Linked DNA regions of Gossypium hirsutum: region 2 is linked to region 1. A link is a contact called in public Hi-C data. All regions are on one chromosome and are shown on one strand. Each heading gives the region's core, a stretch centred on a gene start, on an enhancer-like site or on the middle of the called end of the contact. The rest is flanking DNA. Distances are from core to core; before and after follow the strand shown.

Region 1 (7,210 bases), core at 1,418-3,917:
ATGTTCTGTCATTGCAATATATATTCGTAATAATTTGCCATAGCCAATGACTTAAAACGATGCTAAATTGCAGATGAAACAAAGCTCCTTTATTAACCGAACAAAGTCTGAGGATCACTTACTCGGAAAAGATAGTCATGTAAATAAGGTGATTGCATTATAAACATGATACGACTCAATACCGAAAGAGACACGGCACAAAAGTTTGGGGCCTTGGGGTTGTCCCAATAATAACCAACAAATAGTTTAAGTGGAACACACACTCGAACATGGTAACGGGACACGACACTCTTTGGGACTTCCAAATATATGAAAAAGCTTTAAAAAGTTAGATTTTTCTTCAAGAACTATTGGGGTTGCACTAAAACCACAAATGCCATAAACTATTTATCCAAATTGAATTACCATGCTACCCTGCAGCTCGTATTCGTATCTGATACTCTTGTCTGATACATATTGTCAAACATGTAACAAATACTCGCACTCAAATCAGAATAACATAGACCAGAAGAATAAGAATGGCGACTTACGAAAAGCACGGCCACAACTTTATCGCCAGCTTTGAAATTCTTGACTCCTGATCCGACCTCGAAGACTTCTCCTGCTGCATCAATACCTGCTCCAACAAAAAATTCTTTAGCCGACGATCGAAAATAGGCATTTGAAATATTTGGCATTGAAGAGAAGTGCAATGTTTGCAGATGGAGAGATAAATGGTAGGTACCAGGTATGTGGGGGAATTTGCGAGGCAAAAATGGCCACACTATCCCTTTCTGTATTCTCAAGTCAAATGGATTTATACTAGTTGCCTCCATTTTTAGTAAAACTTCATCTTGTTTTGGAGAAGGAACTTGAAGTTCAACATGCTGCAGCAAATACATTTGCAGATATATGTTATAACTGTACCATGAACCCTCTCAGTTCCATATCCCTTTTGGAGTTTTGAACAACACGCCCGCACGCACTGTCACATGCAGGAGTAATATGCACCTTCATATCATTAAGTCGTTTCACTGCAAATGAGTGGATAGACCTCTCGGCCTTCCACAATACAAATTGGAATTTCAGAGCTTTGACTCAAACTAAGCTTCCAATGCCTACTCTTTTTTATCTTTTTACGTAGGAGAAGGATTGTACATATTAAGTTTCAAAATCTGAAGTCGTCGGATGTTATTGTTAAAGACTAGTTTACCAATACTTTTGAAAAGTGACGTGTAAAGTACTTTTGACAAGTGCTTTTAAAAAATTTAATTTAAATTTTGAGTGTTTAGCATTGCTGTCAAAAAGTGTTTTGAAATCTAAAATGTCCCTTTTAGATATGTTATTATCAAGTAATAAATATGTATTTAAATAATATTTAAATTAGTTAATATTATTATATTTTAGTAAAAATTAAAAAAATATTATAACTTGTTGTTAATATTTTAATATATGAAATATAAATTATAAATATTTTTAAGCAATAAATATTAATTATTTATAAAATTTAATTAGAATATATAAACTATATTTTAAATATTTAAATATAACCATTAAATATTTGTAATTAGTATTTTAAAAAATATGTTTTTTATTTTTAATTAATAATTTTAACATATTTGTAATTACTCATCAAGAAAAGAAAAAAGGAAATACTATGTTATAAGAGGAGTGAAAAAGTAATTAAGCACCAAAAGTGCTTTTGGAGAGGAAAAACTAAAAATTTCAAAAACATTTTTGAAAAATTAAAAATTTCAACCTAAAGAATTTATTTAGCACATCTTTCTCTTTCAAAAGTACTTTTAAAGCCAGAAATACTTTTCTTAAACACTACTAAACATGCCAGCTAAGCTTCAGATTTAGCAGCTTTTTGTTCTGCTATAATACCTACATAAATCAACACCAAAAGCATAAACAATATGAACATTTATATTCCTTCGTAAATTTAATTATCCATTCTTAGTCTCCCTTGGTCAATATAATCACAGTAGATAAACAACCGGGATTCAAATCTCCATTTCTAATCGTGATATATATATTCGAATCTAATTATGAATTTATCCTGCTACCTTATAAAAACTCGGAAATTAATCCTCTATTTTAATTTATTTATATTCTTCTATAAAAAGAAGCTGAGATGTTAGCCCAATAAGTTCATCTTCATATTGTCAAACATCACCATGTATAAAACTAACATTAAAGATCAACAGTTAGGCAAAAATGAAATAGCAAAAAGAAAAAAGAAGAAGCAAAAATCAGTAGTTGAAACTGAATTATTTTGCAGTTTCCATAATGTCGAATTTTGATAAATGAAATTCAATTCTGATAAAATAGAGGTATGAGATTCAGAATTAGACCATTTTTACTTTGTTTTAACTTTTGATCTGGGAAAATTATAAGAAAAAATGCTAACAAAAAGACCAAGAAAAAAAGAAGAAGAAGCAAGCAAATAAAAGGATGAAGAAGATTACTTTCAAAGCAGCGGCACCTCCGCCATAAGTGTTGTATTGAACAGCACGCATCATAGTATTCTTAGCCATTTTCAGTTGTGAGTAGAAAATGAATGAAGGTGGTAACTGAGAATTGAGAAGATAAAAGAGAAAGCGGAAAGGACCAGAAAGTGTGATTAAATCATGTATTTTTTGCAATTAGATAATTGGGCTTTGAGGGGTAGTTTTTATAGTGAAATGAGGCCTGCATTTAGCTAAATTAACGGTTATACCCCTCTTCCAACAAATTCGCAGAAAACCTTTGGTTACATTTCTATACTTTTTATGTATCTATATTATAATTTAATCCCTTAAATGAATTACTGTTATTTTAAATTAAAAATTAGTGTACAAAATTAATTAAAAATCAATTTAATTGGAAATTGATAAAAAAATATTAAGTTAAACTGTTATTATTGATACTTGAGGATGAATTAATCGAAGGACAAGAGAATGATAAAAATCAAGTTAATATACTACAATAAATGGGTTTGATAAAGATAGACATGTAATTTAATGATTTAAATTATTTTTTTTATAAATTCACAAAAAAGGTTAAAAAAGGTTTTTCCACTTTCCAACTAATCACATCTTAAACAAAATTTTAAATATAATTCGCTAACATCAAAAAAAGAATCAGTTCCATAAATTCTCTTCGCATTCAACTTTGTGTTACTTTATTTATAATTATTATTATTTTAAGAAAAATATCATTTTATTTTATTTTATTTTTCACCCAAGTGTGTTATTGCACAGTGGTAGATCTAAAGGGCTGGCAGGGTCGACCCCCTAAAATAAAAAATTGTTCATTTAGGCTTTTTAAAAATTTTAAAATTTAAATTAGTAAAAATAAAATTATATTTTAATCTCTTAAAATGATAAAAATTATCAAATTAATCTCTTAAAAATGATAAAAATTAAAATTTAATTTCTACCCCTAAAAATTTTGGTGGCTTCACCCTGTCATTGGACTAGTTCATAGTGTATTATTTCATATATTGTTCTATAATCAAATTAAATATATTTTTAAAGTTTGTATATTTATATGAGAATTTCTCTGTAAATAATTTATATTATATAAATAAGTTAATGTATTGTAAATTATTTTTTACAGTCATAACTTCTTGAATGTGCTACAATTGATTTCTTCTTCTACTCGTTGTTTCAAACTTGCCGGCTTGTCCCATTTCAAACCTCTACTTTCCTCCTTGCCAATAATTACTGATTTTCAACCATTTTTAATACATTTTATTATCTCACAATTTCATATTTTATAATTTTTATTCCCTAATTATATTTTTAAAAATAATTTATTCATATAAATTTTAATATAATAATTCTATCCATTTTTAATACATTTTATTATCTCACAATTTCATATTTTATAATTTTTTATATCCTAATTGTCAAAACCTTTTTTTTTCTCTGGACACAATCCAGATTCCGACCATAGGAGCCACCAGTCGTCAGCGACGGCGACCACCGTCCCCGGGGGTCGAATTTTTCGAGAAAGGACTATTTTGGCCACTTTGTTTTCCTCAACCTCGATATGAGGTCAAAAACTCAAAAAAAAAAACTCAAAAGACCAAAAATCTTTCGAGTTATTTTGCGTTTCGAAGGCTTTTTCCTCAGAAAAAGGGTCATCTTTCATCAGAGATGACTACCTCTGCCACTTGCGGTGGCAGAACTTGAATCATCAAGTAAACTTTCCCTTTTTTTGTTTTTATATTAAAAAAATAAAAATAAAAATAAAAAAGAATCACCTTTCAAATGTTTGTATTTTTTTTATTACTTTGTCCGTATCTTTGTTTACATGCTATTGATGGCTTTTATAGCCGATTAGAATTATAATATTTCCTTTTTTTTTTGTCTCTGCTCGGCTACTGTTTCTTGTGTGTTGCCTTCTGTCCTTGCTTTCTTTTTGTAGGTGTCCCTGGAGTCAACGGTGGCAATGGGAAACGCACCCTTGCCATTTTGGTGCAACTGGGGCAGGGGCATGTCAGGCCTCGGGTGGCGAGCGCGCTGGCGCAGCATAAGGAGCGGCGCCAAGGAGACTTAAGGTTTCTGAGAAAATGTTTAGGTTATTAGGTCATTGGGGGTTTCTTTATTTTGGGCCGTTTAAAACTGTAAATTTTGGCCTGATGTTTCCTGTAAATGGACTGTTGTAATTGATTCTAATATCTTCTATTTTTATTTTTTTGTTTGGCTTCTGTTTCGGCCCAGGCTAAATTGGCCTATTACACTAATTATATATATTTAAAAATTATCTGTTCATATAAATTTCAATATAATAATAATTCTATCAATTTTAATTTAATGTGCAATATCATATATAAATATTGATTTTATAACAACATTATCAAGTTAACACAACTTTACATTATACTACACACACGCAATTATATTAGTTCAATATGAATATATATATATTTCTTTTAAACATGTACAATTGAAATAAAATCAAAGTTTTATATATACATATGAACTGCAATTTATTTAAGTTTCATTTATATAATAACACCAAATAAAAATTTAATCAATATTTATGTATAAATTTAATATTTAACCCTATAAATATTAAAATATTCACTTACTCATATAATTAACACATAATTTCCAAAAAGATTTTGCTCATTCAACTATTAAATACTTTTACATAAAAACAAATTTATAAGCAAAACTTTAATTAAAAAATTGAAATATGAACATAGTAAAAGTACATACAATTCAAACCTCAAATATGAACTAATAAGAAAAAGCATACAAGTCCAACATAATCACATTTCATTGTTGAAATTGTCAAACCAAAAAGCAAGGAAATGTAGGAACCGCACAAAAGAAGAGCTAATCTGTGAATACAGAGCTTAGAACACATGATACATTTCATAAACATAATTTTCAAAGTCCACAAATCCTAATTATCCATACAAGCAACATGACCTCCAAGCATCACTGTTTATTGTTTTAATTGCTTATAACTGCAGTTAGTACAATAAAGTAATATTTTATAGACTAAGGCTCCACAATGATCTTACCAGTGGCATGACCATCAATGCTCTTAGCCCATGCTTCTTCAGCCTTACTTAAGGGATACTTTGAATCGATTACCGTCTTAAGCTTCCCGTCTTTCACCAAGTTAACGAGATAATTGAGGTTCTCCTTCTTAAGTGATACAAAGAGTGGTTCCAGCTTCTTCTTTGAGAAAGTAAGCTTTTTCATAGCAAAAGTTAGGAAAGCACTAGGACCAGGGGTTATATCGATTACCTTCCCATTTGAACTTAGATTAGGTTCAAAGGTAGACCAAGGAATGCCCGCTGCACAGTGGATCACTGCATCATATTTGCGACCCGAAGGGCTTTTTAGAGCCGCCCCGTCGGGAGTCTTGTAGTCAAGAACCTCGTGCTCCAAGGCTTTTGACAAAATCCAGATTACGAGCCCCACAAGTGGCTGTTACATGTGTGTTTCCAAGCTTTGCTAGTTGAACTGCGTAATGACCTACACCACCTGAAGCAGCAGTAATCAAGAGGTTTACTTGCTGGCCACTTCCGTCAAGCTTGACCCCAGCTGCCTGGGTGAGTGCCTGGTGAGCTGTGAGACCAGCAACAGGCAAACCTGCACCTTCGGCAGCTGATACTTCTGGTGACCTTGCAACTGTCAGATTCTCCTTAGCCACAGCATATTCAGCTAGTCCACCTCCGGTCTATCATTGTAAATATAATTCATTATAGAAGATAGTCATAGCAATCGAAATAACTGATACTGATTCGCTGATAATATGAATAGAAGATAAATTCACTGAACCACTGGACTGCAGTAAGGATATCTAGGTTTCTCTCAGCCAAATGGCGAGATAATGAGAGTAATGATAGTCACATAGACAAAGGATGGTTGCATTCTAAACACGATACCGATTAATCCAAACAGGCAAGCAGGTCAATGCTAAGCGGTTCTCATGACTAAGCTAATCAAGATCACTCATTGGAAGACCAACATGGTTTATTAGAACAAAAAATGTAGCACTAGTCCTTGGAATTTCTTTTTATGGGGCTACAATTTACGCGCATTCCATCATTGCTGGATTCAAAAGTTGATCTTTTGGCCATGAGGAGATCCATATTTTACCTCAAGAATTGTTGCCTAAAGTCCTACCAAGCTCAACGCCCAATTAATTACTCGAGCTAATACCAAAAATACAAATATCATTGACTGTTTTTCAAATTGTGATCCATTAAGCTAGTAAAATACCGGTGATTCTTCCACTCTTGAAGAAGAAATCTCCTTCTGATTGTTCTCAGAATGATTAATGACATGCCGGCAAGATTGTTTGAACCAGATTAGACCAGCCGATCCGACCGTTGGGCCAAGATCCAGCTAGAGTACCTATCCGGAAGAAGGCTTTGAACCTTTTAACTCAGGAATCAATACGGATTGGTTGGACCGCTTAAATCAGATTTTTTATTTTATATATTTTTTAATTAATTATTTAATCAAAATGGTGGTATCATCAGTTCAACCACCTATCTGATTCTGAAAACTAAGCCTACAGGCCAGACTTTTTATGCTGACTTGGGGAGGGGGGGGATTAAGAATGAGAACGAGAACTTACAAAATGATGAAGCGTAGCTACAACTTTATCCCCAGCTTTGAAATTTGTAACTCCTGGTCCAACCTTTACGACTTCTCCTGCTACATCACTAGCTGCAAAAAAAAAATATTTGAGATATCAAATCTTCCATGACGAG
Region 2 (7,210 bases), core at 1,413-3,912, 260 kb before region 1:
TCTATTTTTTTTTTGTCAAATTCGTCACCATCATTAGAAAAATTGACCAAAATGGTCACTTAACTGTTAAACCTTTAACAAAGTGCTGATTGGACCAGCAAAAAAAGGAAAAATTATTCTTTTAGTCCCTCTAAAAATTACAAAAATTTTAAATTAATCCCTTAAATCTCCATAAAAAAACCCATATTAAATAACATAAAAAAATGCTGGATCTAGCCTCCAATATGCTTCCGCTGCCGTCTTGCCCCACTATCTCATTCGTTTCCTCCTCCGATCTGGAAATTGAAGTAAATTTCTTAATTACCCATGTATTCCCCTTTATTTATTTTCCAACTAAATAGTTGCACCGGTTTTTCAAATGCACTGTAATCATCCATATTTTCCCATTTATATATTTTCCAACCAAAGTCAATAGCGACATCAATAGTGGAGGAAGGAATTGAATCAATGATGTCGTTTTAAAACCTAATTAACATGTGTCTCCTAATTCTCTTTAGTAGATTTTTTTCAACACAAACAAAAACGATACATTAAATCTAATGCGAGCATCAAGGCCCAATTTCAAGCAAATGGACGTGATGGATTTAGCTTTCCTCAAGGCCCAATTATTGGCTCTAAGTCCAAACAGATTAGAGCCCTCGGAGGAAGCATTACAAACCAATAATAAGAAAGACCTAGAGATGCTCAAGAATCAAGAGACCTGTTAGAAATGCTCAGATATATCAAATATTGTAGAATTTGAGGAATCATTGAAAGATGTTCGGAATCTGAAATTATCGCTAATGTTAACAAAGAATGTTATTACAATATTCTGAAAGCAAGCTGCCAAGCAGCTGAACTAGCACCATCAGAAAAACATTATTGCCAATAATCATATGTAAGAAACTAAAGACAAAAATACACGAATCATAGCCCGCTTTCACGATTCTTCTTTGTTTAGAGCTTTTCTTTGTCCATACAGTTTTTCTTCTCGAGCTCGTTTTGCAGCAAGTGCTTCTTCATCTAGCACTTGTATAGGAGACCATTCGGGCAATTTCAACGAACTGCTCTTGTCAAACATAGATTCACTGAAATCATGTAATTTAGGTCTTAACTTAAGTGCAGCAAAATCGACTGCTGTCCCAACAACAGCAAAGATGAGTGAATAGCGATAAGCACCGAATTGACCACCTAAAATGCCACAGGAAAAAAAAAAACCCTTTTAAAAATAGCACTGGCACAGAATCACACAAGCACATGGAGAGAAAGCGAGAGGGACTGATGAAATTTACCTTGAAGACGACCCAGTATAGCACCGGTACCAAATCCAGCTATTGCAGAATTCAGTAGATCATCAGGTCCGGTTTTACGAGTAGCTGTTACAAACTCCCGTGCTCCTGCACGAATTAAGGAGAAGAAAAAGGTTCAAGGAAGCAACATCCCGATTTACTGTTAATAGCATTCGAGGCCTGTTACAAGTTTAATGCATTTCCCAATGCGGAATACACGACATCATCAACCTAGGTTGATCTACTAATACTAAACTATAATTTTCGTATAAGCAAAGTCATATCGACCTCAAAGTAACATATTTTTATCCAATAATACTACTACAAATCAAAACCGAAAAACGAGAGAGTAGTTTTCTTTCTGTATCTCTGCTATAGGCTAAATCTCGAATGGAGGAGTCTGCATTAAACACTATGATGCTAACTCAAACATGACCACGAGTATGGTACCAGATTATGTTATGAGAAAGAGAATGCTTTCCCGATTCTTATGACCGACAAGACGAAAAACGAATAAACTCCCTAATAAAACTAATACGACATTCTACCCTCGTTCATTTCCTTCCGAACTCACCAATCCGTGGTGTCAAACAACCAAATAGTTATCCAAGTCAAGAAAGCTAGTCCCACAATTTACTTAAATTTTTCCACCAACATCACTCCCGTTAACGACTATGTCACGGAAATATATTCCGTGCAAAGCGAATTCATTACAAGCAACTCGTTTATTTCGAAAGATCAAAGCAAAACTTTATCATGACTTGCATTTATATACGAGTACAAACGAAGGCAGCTAAAGAAAATATGATCTACCATCACAACCAATGGCATAAAATTAGGAGCAGGAATTCATTTAAGTACCTTTTCGATTGCTCTTAAAATTGCACACAATTCAACATTTTCTTAACTAATTTACGATTGGGGGGGGGGAATTTGGGTTTAACAAATACTGAAATTAATAGTAAATAAAGAAAGAATACCACAATAGCAGCCGGTGACAATAGCGAAATTAGTGGCGTAAGTAGCTGAAATATTAGCGAGGCCGTACACTTTCCGATGCTTTGACACCAACCCAACGCCTCCACCGGCAACCCCTGTTTAAAAATAAAGAGAACCACGCCTGACATTCATGAATCCTGGTGTTTCAATGAACAAACAGTACTAAAAGTGTGAGAGAGAGGGCAAAAGACAAAAGACCTGCAAGGACCGTCGGGATCAATATCCGACGCCGCCAGTCCACGGAGGTTGATGATGATGGTGATGGGGAGTCTCCTTGTTGGTTTGGGGATGCCATAGTTTCAGTTCGGAAACCTTTTTCTGGGTTCAACGAACTAGAGACATACTGTGGACAGGGACTTAGGCTAGAGAGTTATGTTGGGTCGGGTCCCGACATGTTGTTATACTTGCAAGGAAAGGCCCAAAGGCCAAAACCCAGAGTTTTTGTTAAGTTTTTTTTGGGCGAAAGTAGCTGTTAAGTCCCTCTATTATAGAGACTAGGTCAAATTAGTTCCTACATTATTAAATAGATCAATTTAGTCTTTGTTCTATTAAAATGAAGGGTAAACTACATCATTAGTCACTAGACTATAAGTAAGTTTTTGTTTCGGTCGCTTAACTAAAAAAGTTACAATTTGGTCATTGAACTATTCGAAAGTTTTTATTTAAGTCACTAAATTATTCAAAAGTTTTTATTTGAGTCATTAGGTTGTTAAGTTTTTTTTTTTAAAGTTTCGCCAGAAAGCTCCAAGTGACGATTCGACGATTGGTACAGTGGAATAACACCTACCGACAAGTAGAAGAACATACTTTAGATCCAAGTCGATCTGACTATCATTGTTGGAGATCGAAGAAAAAAGCTGTTTGGATTTTGGTTCGTAGATTTGTAACATTAAAAGTTGTTTCATGAAAAAAAAACTGAACTGTAGAAGGGATGGGGATAGAGAGCTTTTGATTGGTTCAGACAGTGCAAACAAAGAAAGCCATATAACATCGGTTTTAATAGCCTAGTGATTTAAATGAAAACTTTTGAATAGTTCAATGACCAAGTTATAACTTTTTTAGTTAAGTGACTAAAATAAAAATTTATCCATAGTTTAATGACTAATGGTGTAATTTACCCTATTAATTTTTATCAATAAAATATTAGTAAAGGGTAGAGATGGAAAAAGATTTTACTCATATCATATTAAGCATTTGACAAGCATTTATCACTATTCCAATGGTTAGGTTTTCATTTGTGTTTAATAGACCGATGATCTGCATATGGCATAAAATTTGACATATTTGAATATTGATTTTATCTAGAGGTACCAATTGGTGAAATTATTCCAAGATATATAAAAAAAATATTAAAAAAATTGAAATCCTGGATGAATCTTGCAAAATTCAGTTGCATTGTTTTATTTTTAATCAAAGGTGTTATCATCTATTTTATGATTTGAACCTCAGTAGTATTTAAGTACAAAAATTCCAATGACTTTAAAATTCAAACATAATCCAAATGTGGATAACATTTTACATAATTTTAGGCATAAAAATTATTTTGTTATAGCTTAATTGAATATTAAGTTTATTTATTTAGTCTGCATAGTTATGTTTTGGTTAACTTTGTTTATTTGATTTGGGAATTTTGGATTTGATTTATAAGATTTTGGGATTGGTTTAGAGCTTCGTGTATAAAAGTTTTTGTAAATATATCTGGAGTTCATGTGAAGATGAAATCATAAATATAATTAGATAAAAGAACAGACTGTTTAAGTCCATTAGAATTTTAAGGCATGTTGGAGCATTCAAGCATCTTTTGCAGTAAAAAGGGACCGCAGAAAATGACATCAAAACAAGTTTCAATGTCTAGGTTCTGCTTTGGGGGTTTAAAAAACTAAAATTAAAGCAAATCTTAGCATTTGCATGGCTTTCATCAATCTTGACATAATATTTTTTACCACTTATTACAAGGGCTAAAGCACTATAGATAATGAGATCTATATATATATATTGATTGGCTCTAATAGATGCCTTCAATGCACTAAAAAATGGACACCTTTCAACTAGGATTCAATTAAATTACCTTAAAAACTCAGATTATTCAGCCTCACAAACCATTCATCTTTTTTTTCTTCATGAAGCTTAAGTATCTGGCCCTACCTCTTCAGAAGCCGAGGAGCTATCGGCTCCTCGTTTGCTGTCCAGGTCGCTGTTCTCTATTACAGGTTCGGATCTCTTCTGGGGTTCGACCCCGAGTCTTTGCTTGTATTCTGTAATATCATATTCAATTATAAAATAAACACGTTTAAGTGTTTGATTAGATCATAAAAAGTCAAGATAATAAGGTTTAAAACCGTGAAGAAAGGGTTTACTTTTGTTGGTAATCGAACGACGAGTGTATGCCAAGAACTCATCCCACTTGAATCTACTAAGCTCTTGCTTTTCCTCCTCAGGAAGCTCAAAGTTCGGTTCCCTTCCGCACATGAATGCAGCTCTACAGATTAAAAATATCAACCAATGAGTTCCGAATCCTTTACAAGAGGCTAGGAACACATATACCTTTATAGATTTTTCATACGTACCATCCCGTATGTATTTATCATAGACTTATATGAACATTTTTGAAGAAATTCATTAACAATCATTACGAACAACATAAAAAGCCTAACTTATTATCACCTATCATATAAACGAGCAGCTTCTTCTTGCGAACCAACAGTCCCTAAGTGAATCTGCTTCTTGTCAACTTTTATTGCAGCCTGCCATTTCATATTTTTGAAGTATACACCCCTCATGAGACACGGTTCTTGGTTTTGAACATGCTTCCTCCTATGCCTTTTCCTCCGCTTAATCGTTTGCCCTATAAACAATAAAATCGTACATTGGCATCAGTCAAAATGTAGAAGCTAAAATGGCTTGAAGCATCAAGTCTTGATGCTGATGAGTACTGACATGCTTTATCTAGAAGCAACATGGTGTGAACCGGGACAGCGACACATTATTTTCCTCTTCATTCTAACCTACAAACATGGGTCAAATACTATATCTTCCTCGAATTGCTTATGTATTTACGTCAACCACACCAACAGGATTCTAATAGTTAAAACAGTCCAGGTTTTGTGCCTTTAAGTATCTGAAGATAAAACCATTTCCATAACATCATTTCGCAAAATCATTCTCGGTCAGTAATTTACCTTACTGCAGTGCTTGAACTAATGGGTTCAAAACTATGAATTTTTGATGAATGAATTGTGCAATAACTTTGTACTACCATACAAGAGAGTAAAGGGCACGAGGGAAAAAGCTTTCAGAGAGTTTTAGCATAACCTGGGGGAACATAAACTAAAAGCCATTGCAATAACAGATGCACTACCAAAGAGGAAGTAAACGACCACAGCATAAAACCAACATAAATGGCCTAAGGTCCGTCATGCCTAAGTTCCTTCTAGTATACAATATCTCTATTTCATGAAAATGACCTAATTTATGTATTTTGTACATGCATCAAAAGGCAGAGTACCTGAAAGAAAGGCGCTATATTTGGGTTCATTTTCTATCTTACTAAGGATAACATAGAAAAAAAAAAAAGGCCGTAAACAATGTAAAAGTTTTCCAGCTTGATTGATTTAAAAAATATGCAAAACCGGAAGTTTCTTAAGAGACAAACCTGAAAAAGGTTGATAATGAGGCTCTTTTGATGAACCAGAAACATTTGGTGATCCAGAGTGAACCTTAACAATGCTTTTCTGGTAATCAGCACCGAATAGTTATAATACAGAACTGTGTAATAGAAATGGAAATGGAAATTGAATAGTACGTGCCATTCAGTATTTTACCTATCATGATACTGATACAAAGTACATTTCCAGTATGCTATATACGGAGGCACTTAAAATACAATTTTAATCAACAACTGGGGGTACCCCAGGATGCAATGGAATGACCAAACATTCCTTATCGTTCCTCCAAATCGGCAGAGGAGCCGAGGAATCTCATGATCACAGACATAGCATACATAGAACAAGGATACAATCATTACCATTGGCATTACAGATGAAGACATAAACCTTCGTATTCAATGGTTCTCATCGAGATCAGATAAAGGGGGTCCAAACAAGTAGCATGTACCAACCATGAACACTAAAATATGTTCATAAATATGTCAAAGTGTACAATAAGATGACATAAGTGAGGCAAAAGCATCCCTAACCGAGGGAAGAACGATAACAGAATCTCTGCAAGTGATAAGTTCATACGAAATGGTAAAAGAAATAGTAAACAACAAACTTGCATAAATGCAACCAAGAGGTCAAAGTAAACGGTGAAACTGTGATGCATTCTTACCCCATGAATATGGTTGACGGGATCTGAGGGCATGGGATGCACACTGATTGATTTTGCATTTTGACTCGAACTTTCCGGTGGATTTCCGTTACAAAAGAATCTAGAAAGTGGACTGAGAAACGAACTCTTCCCTACAAAAGGTCACTAAACTTGTTTGATTAAAAGTATTTCTAATTCGCTCAAACAAACCGACCCTAAATACACAATACATAGTGAAAGTTCATATTCATTGCTATCAACAGAAGCATATTGATTATGCAATATAAAGCACATCTCAATTAAAAGTTTACCAGAGCAGAGTCCAAGAAGCTTCCGTCTCCGTAAGCTCACCATGTTCGCAACCCGTTTTATTCAATGAACAACGGTTTAATCGGTCGTCCTTTGCATTAATCCTTATATATGTGCTCCTAAGATTACCAAAAATGAGCTAGTTAGAACTTAGAAGTGGATTAAAGAATAACACAATAGGAAAACAACAACATAAATAAACAAATATCAACAATCATATTTATATACAGCTAAAGGAGAAAAAGGGTCAAAATAAAAAAGGAAGGTCATAAGAAATATGAATCAATGCAAGTAATTTAGACAAAGAACTTCAAGGAAAACTGGAA

Evidence for each region. A called contact is a pair of places that touch in the nucleus more often than the background predicts.
Region 2: a Hi-C map of leaf shows a contact between it and region 1, with 2.6 times the contacts expected there. The contact joins the promoter of LOC107954060 here to the promoter of LOC121219405 in region 1. A contact is called at or near these places in 3 of 34 Hi-C or Micro-C datasets (leaf and petal).

Annotation. Positions count from the first base shown.
Region 1 is chrD07:12,297,807-12,305,016 of Gossypium_hirsutum_v2.1, reverse strand. It overlaps LOC121219405 (chloroplast envelope quinone oxidoreductase homolog), which reads right to left and starts at 2,667. Exons shown (of 4, transcript XM_041097507.1): 1 at 2,451-2,667; 2 at 725-866; 3 at 531-616; 4 at 1-5. The coding sequence starts at 2,519. LOC107943456 (chloroplast envelope quinone oxidoreductase homolog) reads right to left here. Exons shown (of 5, transcript XM_016877211.2): 3 at 7,075-7,166; 4 at 5,870-6,168; 5 at 5,186-5,868. The coding sequence ends at 5,481.
Region 2 is chrD07:12,562,775-12,569,984 of Gossypium_hirsutum_v2.1, reverse strand. It overlaps LOC107954060, which reads right to left and starts at 2,662. Exons shown (of 4, transcript XM_016889530.2): 1 at 2,466-2,662; 2 at 2,249-2,362; 3 at 1,272-1,376; 4 at 745-1,170. The coding sequence starts at 2,562. The coding sequence ends at 920. LOC107954059 (ethylene-responsive transcription factor-like protein At4g13040) reads right to left here. Exons shown (of 7, transcript XM_016889528.2): 2 at 6,887-7,003; 3 at 6,597-6,727; 4 at 5,920-5,998; 5 at 4,932-5,112; 6 at 4,625-4,746; 7 at 4,153-4,522. The coding sequence starts at 6,929. The coding sequence ends at 4,395.